3 separate regions of the Mus musculus genome follow, and all the other regions are linked to region 3. The links are chromatin contacts, called in public Hi-C maps. All regions are on one chromosome and are shown on one strand. The core of a region is the stretch at or near the end of the contact, and the rest is flanking DNA. Distances in the headings are between cores, read along the strand shown.

What was found. A called contact is a pair of places that touch in the nucleus more often than the background predicts.
Region 1: a contact with region 3 is called in a Hi-C map of bone marrow-derived macrophages, with 16 read pairs. The contact joins two enhancer-like sites. A contact is called at or near these places in 1 of 15 datasets of contacts at CTCF or cohesin (the NIH/3T3 cell line), 1 of 484 Hi-C or Micro-C datasets (bone marrow-derived macrophages), 1 of 115 datasets of contacts at active chromatin or transcription factors (large pre-B cells) and 1 of 9 other capture datasets (pancreatic islet).
Region 2: a Hi-C map of bone marrow-derived macrophages shows a contact between it and region 3, with 16 read pairs. The contact joins two enhancer-like sites. A contact is called at or near these places in 2 of 484 Hi-C or Micro-C datasets (bone marrow-derived macrophages and embryonic stem cells) and 1 of 9 other capture datasets (embryonic stem cells).

The regions. Positions count from the first base shown.
Region 1 is chr4:95,844,341-95,847,463 of GRCm38.p6, reverse strand. All of the region lies in intron 13 of Fggy (FGGY carbohydrate kinase domain containing), which reads right to left. Among named protein-coding and RNA genes, the nearest start is that of Hook1, 120 kb to the left of the region's middle. Within about 2 kb of position 1,418, at least 111 of the 459 cell types and tissues checked have an H3K27ac peak or open chromatin away from gene starts, as enhancers often do. A contact at or near this core is called in bone marrow-derived macrophages, where this site is marked.
Region 2 is chr4:95,895,334-95,898,300 of GRCm38.p6, reverse strand. The region is part of intron 14 of Fggy (FGGY carbohydrate kinase domain containing); the gene reads right to left. Among named protein-coding and RNA genes, the nearest start is that of Hook1, 71 kb to the left of the region's middle. Within about 2 kb of position 1,445, at least 70 of the 459 cell types and tissues checked have an H3K27ac peak or open chromatin away from gene starts, as enhancers often do. A contact at or near this core is called in bone marrow-derived macrophages, where this site is marked.
Region 3 is chr4:95,438,511-95,441,543 of GRCm38.p6, reverse strand. No RefSeq gene overlaps it. Among named protein-coding and RNA genes, the nearest start is that of Gm12707, 46 kb to the left of the region's middle. Within about 2 kb of position 1,498, at least 25 of the 459 cell types and tissues checked have an H3K27ac peak or open chromatin away from gene starts, as enhancers often do. A contact at or near this core is called in bone marrow-derived macrophages, where this site is marked.

The sequences.
Region 1 (3,123 bases), core at 169-2,668, 410 kb before region 3:
TCATTAGCTCTCACTCTTGAATTGGCTTGCCAGAGTTTGAATTCTGGCTTCCTTGCTGACACAGCTGTGCAATATTAGACAGGTTGTTTAACCATTTCTTACCTCTGTTTTCTCATTTGCAAAGTGCCCTCTGGTTAAAACTGAACTAAGCTCCTATCTTGGGCTGGGTCCCTCCAGTTCCTCATCCCTAAGCCTAGGGAATAGAAATAGGTTAGCAGCTATGGGGGTCTTCCTGGCTGCCTAGGTTTTCCTTACCTCTGTAAATAAACCCTTTATTCAAGTTGGCCAAGTTTAAGTAAGCTTACCTTTCCTGCCTGGCCTGTCACCTCTGATCTCCGGGTCTCTATTATATTCTTCTGCACACTGGTCAGAAGACAATGGAAACTTTGCTGTTTGGTAATGGACTTCTTGGAGACATCTTGTTCTTTGTATCCTCAAGCCAAGTACTTGACAGCCTGTGTACCCAGGGGGTGCTTGTGAGTGTTGGCGGGAGGAGGGGTGTTGGGGGGTAAAGAACTAAAAGTCAGAATAGTGAGACAGGAAGAAGGAAACCCTAGAGAAACTGCCAGCCCTAAAAAAGCACAATTTACAAGACTGAACATTTAGTCCCAAGTCTGCAGGACGGTTACAGTTACTTGGTACACGCATGCAGACTGTTTTTGGAAATCACAGTTAAGTCCATGGCCAGGGTACAGGAAGTGCCTCTGGTGCCCAAGTCATTTCCCAAGGTGGTACAGCCCATATTTCCTGCCTTAATAAAGCCTGCTTTTCCTAACCTGGCCAAAATTGCTTATAAAATCTTAAACTCTTTTTCTCCACCATGCCTTCTCCTTTTGGGGCATAGGGCTGCCTGGAGGGAGGAAGTGAAGCAACAGGCTAGGATCACTCCCTATGAGCTCCAAGAACCTAGAACTCAATTCCCCAGAGTGGTCTACATGAGGTAGACAACAACGTTGTGGTTTTTTTCAGAAGAGGGACCCCAGGCTCTCACAAGTAAAGTGACTTCCTCTACGTCAGACAGCTGGCCTGCTGATCTTTCCACTACTCGGCTCTGCAATTTTTCATGCGGATGTCTGAGGATTTCATACTATGCTGTGTTTTGCTCTACATTGTTCTGGACAGGGAAAGCAGCGCAATTGTAGTGCTTAAAGGTACCAGGGCCTCACCTTTCCCCAGGCTTCTTTACAGAACAGACTCAAGTGCATTCCTTTCTCTGAGCCCTGGGTAAAGGCAGGAAGAGGGAGGCTTTGCCTGGAATGTCAGCTATTTTATCGGATGCATTAATGAGTTTAGCAGAAGCCAAAGCATTTGAAGGCAGATGCACTGTGCCATCCTTTGTCAGTCATGAGTAGAGGAATTTCAGGCCAAGAAAAGGTCTCTTTGTCCACAACTGTAACTAGCCAGTAGTTAGAGACAAAGGGTCCAATTTCTGCCTGAACCCAAACAGCCACTAACAGCCTTCCATTCAGCAGCCCAGAGAACAACAGTTCCCAATGCAGAGCTTGCAGCAAAGTGGCATTCCCTGGCTTTTTTGACGCTCAGGGACACATGACTAGAGGATGGCCCATTTTCACAAAACCCTGAGCTGTCGTGCCTGCCCAGGCTGTTCCCAGGTCACCTCTGGCTACCCTGCTCAAGGGTCCTCTTTTCCCCATTCCCTGTACTGAAGCTGGCTTTTAACCTGCTTCCATCCAGGTGGGATGTGGCTTTGGGTAACTAAAAGCTAAGAAGTGGGGAATCACAGAGCAGACTTCAGGCCTGTGTCTTAGCTGAGCCATCCAGCTGATCTTACTTTCATTTCTGTCTACTCCACTCTTTGTGGTCCACTTCTGCAGGTTTACAAACCTTGGAACAGGGCTGGCATCATCGGAGAGCAATAAAGGAAAGGTCCAGAAACCTGGCTCAATGGCCCAATCCCAATCCCAATATTATGTGGCTGCCTGATTTAGGGAAGCCAATTGAATGTACCTCTCCTGTCCTTCTTCCTTCTTTGTTTGACTACAATGCAGTCTACTTTCTAATTTCAGCAGTTAGGGAGAATTAATGATTGCAGTATGATTCCTACCAACAGACTAGGCACTTGGCTGAGGGGGGCAAAGTCCATGCTTCCCCACATCCTAATCGATCTTTAACACAACATGCTTTTCTAGGTGAGCCCCCAAATTGTGCCTTGGTCTACTTCTCTGTAAGATATGAATAGGTATTCTAGTTAGTTCCTTATTTAGTACCTTATATGCAGGGAATGAGCCTATCACTTGGATAAAGGCCCCGTATCTGCATGGCCTGGAGCAGGAATGATCTCATGAGTCAGTCTGAGCTCAGACACCAACCTACTCGCTATGGAAGAAACACAATGGGTGGGTTCATACGGAATGGAGCCCAGGGTAAGGTGGGCTCATGACAGACATCTATGCCCCCCGCCAACTACCACCACAAGGGGAGCCTTATCCTGTGCTTATACCTGGTGTCTGGGTACCGAGCAATGGGTACAGGAGGGCGCAACAGTCTCCAGGAGACACTTGGGGAGAAGATACTAGAATGTTGAAGGTACTAGCACAGGGAGACTTGAAGCTAGGTCAGGGTTTATTTATACCCCTGCAAGGTGTCCTCCCAGAGAGCTTTTCCTGGAGCTCTGGACTCTTCCCAGATGCCAGTTTGCCACTGTCCCCTACTCCCTATGCCCATCACAAAGATGCTAAACGCATGACTTTACGACCAGAACCCCTTGGGCACTGAGATGGAATCTCAGCATTTGGGTGCCCTTGGAATTACAGGCCCATGCTAGATCTTGTCCACAGCATTTTGGACCTAGGTTCCTTCTTCAGATAGCCTGATCACTTACCCTGTGCTACAAGATCCAAAACTGAGCAAAGTGCACATTATGCTCTTCCCACTCAGGGCTCTTCTCACAGTGTATTTATTATGTCTGTTTCCTTTCTGCCTTTCTGGGGAGTCCATGAGCTTCATGGAGCTCAGGTCATGTTTTATTCATTTGTTTGTCTTCAATATTCCCCACATAATGCTTGGTACTCAAAAAAGATGGGTAAATGCTCCTTGAATTAAGATCTGTCCTTGCCAACTTTGGTGTCTTGTTTAGTAACTGCACATATCTGAGAGTGCTTT
Region 2 (2,967 bases), core at 196-2,695, 460 kb before region 3:
TGGACAGGGCGTTCAGGGAAAACACAAACACAGCAGATTTACAAGGCTAGAGTGGTGAATTGGGGGCAGGCAAGATGTAGGTGGATTGTGGAGAAAGCCAAACTAAACTCAAGATTTAGTTCCAGCAGAGAAAGCCTGGTGAAAAGGGGAATAAACAAAGGCTGGGCTGGAGTGACAACCAGGTGTGAGGCAGGATACACCTGGGAGCTCTGGATGAACTTGGTACTTATCCTAAAATCCATGGGAGAAACTGAATGAGGCTGTTTTAAAAGATATGCCTTGTACCAACCCATGGCTTCTCCACTTTGGCAGGGTGAATACTGTAATCTGGGCATGGGTGACAGTGGTTTGCCAGTGAGCTAGCTAGACTCTATGCCTTCCTCTCCTGCTTGCCCTCTTTCCCATTAGTTATTTCATTAGGCAGAAGGCATGGTGATGCAGGGTGCATCCTGCTCAGATGGTTTCCCTGTGGCCAAATTTTTTCATCTGTCTTCAAGGCTCCCTCCCTGTCCTCCCCACAGGGCTCCAGACTCCTTGTTGCCTGCCTGCTGAGAGGCAGCAGCTGTTGGCATGGAGAGCAACTCCCAGCTGTTCACCCAAATTCTCTCACAAGCTTTGCTGAGTGTCAATGCTTTTAATTAGGTAAAATCAGATGGGGGCAGGCGAATAGAGGAGCAAGAGAGGCCTAATTTTAGCTGGAGACAAGAGGACTTTCCCCGAAATACACTGATCTCGAAATACTTAGCTAAGTGCATATGCACACACAGGGAGAGGATTTAAAGAGCCACAGAAGTAAAATTTAAAGGCTAAATGGGACCAGCGCCACCTCTCTGAACAACTGGAGTGAAGAGAAATGAGAACAGGCTGCACCCTCATTCTGGACCAGGCGCTGTGCCAGATGTTTTACGTGTAGCAACTCAGCCTTGTGTGCAACAATACCTTCCTTCTCACGAGAGGATAGTTTGGGGCTCATCATTGCCCTCTACAGATGGGGAAACTGAGGCTCCAGAAGTTTAAACTCTGGTCTCTCTCACTTCCCCTGTCTAATAAGAGGAGAAATAGGACATCAAGCCTTTTATATCCTTAAAGGAATCATGTAGGGATAGACTCTATAGCTGTTCTATGGTTGGCCATTTTTCCAACCTGAAATCCCTCCTGTACATGATATGCTGGAGGAGCAAAGAAACTGTCATGAGCAATTTTCAGGAAGATTCCTGCGTGGGAGAATGCCTTTCTGTCTCACTCCAGCAAACCCCATTGCTGTCTGTAACCAAAGAGGACACACTGCTTGGCTCTGGCATCTGGACTGGGTAACTGTCCTTGGTCTCTCCTTCAAGGTAGAATCTGGACTCCTTCAGAATACAGCCCACCTGGTAGGGATGTGTCACATCTACTTCCTTCAGCTTGGCTCAGGCCTAAGAAGTCTCTTCACTGGGAAGCTCCCAGTGAGGTTTTCCATACACATCTGGAAGCTTTCCACAATGGGCCTTTGAAGCAGCCTGCAGCATTCCGGGAAAGCCTGGCTCACTGAGCGGAGGTTTCAAGAGAAGCCCACATTTATTTTTCTTTCCCGCCTTCTCTGAGGAAACCTCCCCCCAGTGGCTTTGTGGGCATTTGCAAAGCAGCTCTGATTTTTATCTTACTACTTTGGGGGCTCAGCTCTCTCTGAGAAGCGAACAATGACGGCACAGTCCAAGTGTGGCATGGGATAATGGATGAGGATCACTGGATGCTGGGCTCCTTAGGACCCTTTGAGCCCTGCCTGACTCATCTTCACAGTTGAGAAAATGACTTGCTCCATTGCTCAGCACTGGCGACATTTTGCCCACTCAAAGAAAGTATCTAAGGCTGGGCCTTCTGAGCTGACATGAATTAACAGTGACATGCCTTTCGTGGAACAGGAGGAAGCTGAAGAAAATCACTTTCTACAAAGTCTGACTCCTAGTTCAGCAAGTCTGTGGGGCTCCTTCTCAGGGTCAGTCCCTTTCACCTGACCTAAGCGCTGCTCCTTCTATACAACTTAGCTCACACAAGACTCCTTCCTGAGATGTTTTACCACTCTGCCAATTGTGTTAGTTTTTAAGTCCTTAATTTTTCAGTGTCTCCCTACTTTTATTCATAGTGTGATATTTCTGTTTTAAGGGGATATATAGCCTACAAGCCCCTGTAGTAACTACAGACATGTTTCTGCTTTGATTGAACCTCAGTACCAAGCACAGAGCTCAGTTTATCCGTGTGTTCAGTGAATGCCTGGGCATTAATTAGTCCACATGACCAATATTACTCAGTTCCTACTCTGAGTCATACAGCCATGATGAGAACAGACACAGGGCCTACTTCCAGAAGTTTACATTGTAGCAGGGAAATCCGGAAACCCACTAGGAAATGTATACCTTCAAATAAGGGGGGCTAGGGCAACAGTAAAGAAATTCAGTAGCCGGATGTGATGGCGCACACCTTTAATCCCAGCACTTTCCAGGCAGAGGCAGGCAGATCTCTGATTTTGAAGCCAGCCTGGTCTGCAAAATGTTCTAGAACTGCCAGGGATACAGAGAGAAACCCTGTCTCAAAAACCAAAACCACCACCTCCCAAAGAAATACAGCAAAAAGAGACTCCTGATTGCAGCTCCATCACATGGGATCCAGACAACAGGAAAAGCCAGCAAACTCCCAACTACAGACTCTTCTTGAGTTAAAATTAGGTAGAAAACTGAGGTTAATGTGCAAACTTGGACCCAAAAATCTAGAAACAGAAGAATCCAGTCACAGCTAGAGCTTGCCAGGACTAGCAGACACATTTTGGTGACAGCCTGAAGTGCTGGAGACTGAATATGGAAGAGCGTGAGAAAAACTTCTGACAGCCACAACCTAAGTGGGGGAAGGGCATGCTTTCATGGGTTTACCCCTAAGATCTTATCAGTTTCTCACTGTGAAAGCCAAGAATGGTCTGCTACAGCTGTGGCAGAG
Region 3 (3,033 bases), core at 249-2,748:
GAATTGCCTATTATGAACACCTCATGGTGGTAGAATCAATCAGTATGTAGTCTTTTAAACCTGGCTTTTCCCACTCAGTATTTTGGGACTTATCCATGTTGTAGCATACATCAGCACTTGTTTTATTGCTAGAAATAATATTCCACTTTGTGGACAAACTGCCTGTTTTGTTTGTGTTTGTTTAAGCCAGGGTAAGTATATAGCCTAGGCTTGTCTCAGGTTTGAGAATCTCTAGATTCCTGTGTGTGTACATTGTGAGCATGCATCTTCCTGCCTGCCCAAGTCACAGTCTTTAACCACTCTCCAGCTTGTAGATAGTTGTATCAGTTCTACTTTGGAGGTTTTATGAATAAGACTTCTATGAACATTTGTACACAAGAATATTCATGTACAAGAATGTGTATGTTTTCATTCCTCTTGGGTAAGTGTCTTGAAAAGGATTTGTTGAGTCATAGAGTAACCCTATTTGAATCATTTGAGGAACTGTCAGATCAATTTCCATAGAGGCTGTACCATTTTTTGCTTTACAACCAGAGTGTGAATGTTCCAACTTCTCTATATCACCCTCAACATTTATTAGTGTTTTTTACGTTCTGACTACATAAGGACAAGGAGTAACATCTCCTTGTGGTTTTACTTATATTTCTATGATGACTCATGCTATAGAGCATATTTCCCAGTTTTTATTGTTCTTTTTCAGATGACTTTTGCAGAAATATCTATTCAGATAATTTTTCATTTTTTAAACTTTTATTTGTCTTTTTGTTATCAAGATATAACAATTATTTATAGATTGCACATATAAAAATATTATTGTAGATACACATGAATAAATGCTTCCTCTGCTTCCTGGGTTTTTCTCTCTGTGTCCTGTTCTCACTCCCCTTTTCCCCATCCCTTGACAAGTTCTCACTATGTGTCACAGGCTGGTTTCCTACAGTTCTTTGTGTAGGTTTAGGGTCATGAGGGATTTTCCCCATCCATTTCGGCATGTCTATTGGTGCAGTCATGTTTGTAAGGCTTTACCGGTGTAGCTTCTGGCATTATAGAAGACACGATATCAAAGCAAGTTTCCTGATCCTCTGGCTCTTTCAGGTTTTCAATCCCCTCTTCAAAAACGTTCTCTGATCCTTACCACCTCATTCGCTCACAGGTGAATATCCACTTGCTTCAGCACCAATTTTTAAAATATTTAAATCACTTGAATTATTTGAACTCCCTTATGAAAAATCAGTTCACCACCACCACCACCAGTTACTTTAAAGTAAATCTTAGGAATTACATGGATTTGCTGTTTCTATATAGACTTGTATTGCTAGATGTCAATGCCCCATTGTTTAATCTAACTTTTCTTTGATCCTATGAGCCACCCATGTTCCAGTGTTCATTTTAAGAGAAAGTGACACTGAATCCTGTGGAGGTTGAGTGACTGCCTAAGTGGCAGAGGCAGAGGCAAGCTCTGTGCCCTTCCTATTATCTCATCATCCATTGTGGCCAAAGCATGATGTAATATTGTAATGACAAAGGCAGAATGACTCAGGCAGTGGATTCTCTGCCTCACAGGCATCTTTTAACGTGTTGATTTTCTTCAAGGGCTTCACAGTCATCTCTGTCTGACCTTCTCCCAGGATTCTGCTCACCAGGAGATAGAAAAAAATGTGGTCTTTAAACTCACAGAGGAGCACCTGCTCTTAAACCACAGAAAATATGAAGGAGCAAATCAAAACCTTGGGGGTTGGGAAGAAATCTCAGATTCAACAACCCAGATTTTAAAATAGAATTTGGATTTTATTTACTAGAATGAAAATTTGAATCACCTCCAGGAGTAGTCTAACCTCTTATTTCACACACACCAAATGTCTAGTTATTTCCTAGTACTAAAGGGTACCTACAATTGCAATACCAAGGAGGGTAAGGCCAAAGGATTTTAAGTTTTAAAACAATCTGGGCTACACATAGGGAGACACTGTCTAAAAACAGGAAAGAAAATAAAATAAGGAAAGACTAGAGCAGGTGAGAAAGAGAGGGAAGGAGGAAAAAGAGAGATAAGTATATCCTGTATTGGGGAATGTTGGAACTTTTTGTTCCTAGAATCTACTAAGCACAAAACACTGAGAAAATTACTGTCACCAAGCAAAAGGTAATAATCTCATGAGCCATGAGACACTTTGCAGGAATGTGGGTTGGGAGAGAAAAAGGAAATCTCTAAGACCGAGACTTTGCTGAACCTGCTGATAAAGAACAGTGCTTTCAATGCATCCGGAAGGTAACAACCAGTTGAACACCTGCCTCAGAGTCAAGAAACATAGTCCAGGATTGCAGAGTACATGTGAATCTGACTATCTTTTCAATAAGGCAGAAAAGAGATTTGGCTTCAGATCTAACAACAAGATATTGTCTGGGACATAGCAGAAACGGTTCTGAGAGAACAAGTACTTGGCAGAATGAACGCAAGGGACAGCGGTACAGTGCGGGCTAGGGTGGCTTAGGAACAAACAGAAAAGACAGATTCCAAACAAGATGGACAATGGAGGAAAGACCATCAGGCTAGTGCTTCACACCCAGCCTCTTCCTCCACCAGTAGAGTGTTCTTGGGGAAGGTCTTGATAGAAACTTAGTGCAGGCCTAGAATAGAGCTTCACCTAGACCAATACACACATCTGTTTCTTTACCAACTACCTGTGTGATCATAGGTGAACCATTTCCCTTTCCAAGCCATAGCTTCAGGGAACACAACATGCTTCTTTGGGATTCCTTCCTTTCCTTTCTTTAGTCTTTCTTTGGTTTCTATGAGTTCTCATCTCCATTGCTCCTTTCTGGGTACCATTTATGTCATAATGAGGCAATTTTAGACATAAAGGAGATCCTGCTAAGGACCCCGAGGCCAGAGCTTGGAGGGCATAGGGGATATTTGGACTCTCTGATTGATGTTTGCCCCTTAGCATCATGGTGATATGCCTGGGATGCTAGTTGCCATGGCCACCTAATTATTTCCTCTAGATCTGACCACCACAGTGAATTGGAAAACTTGCC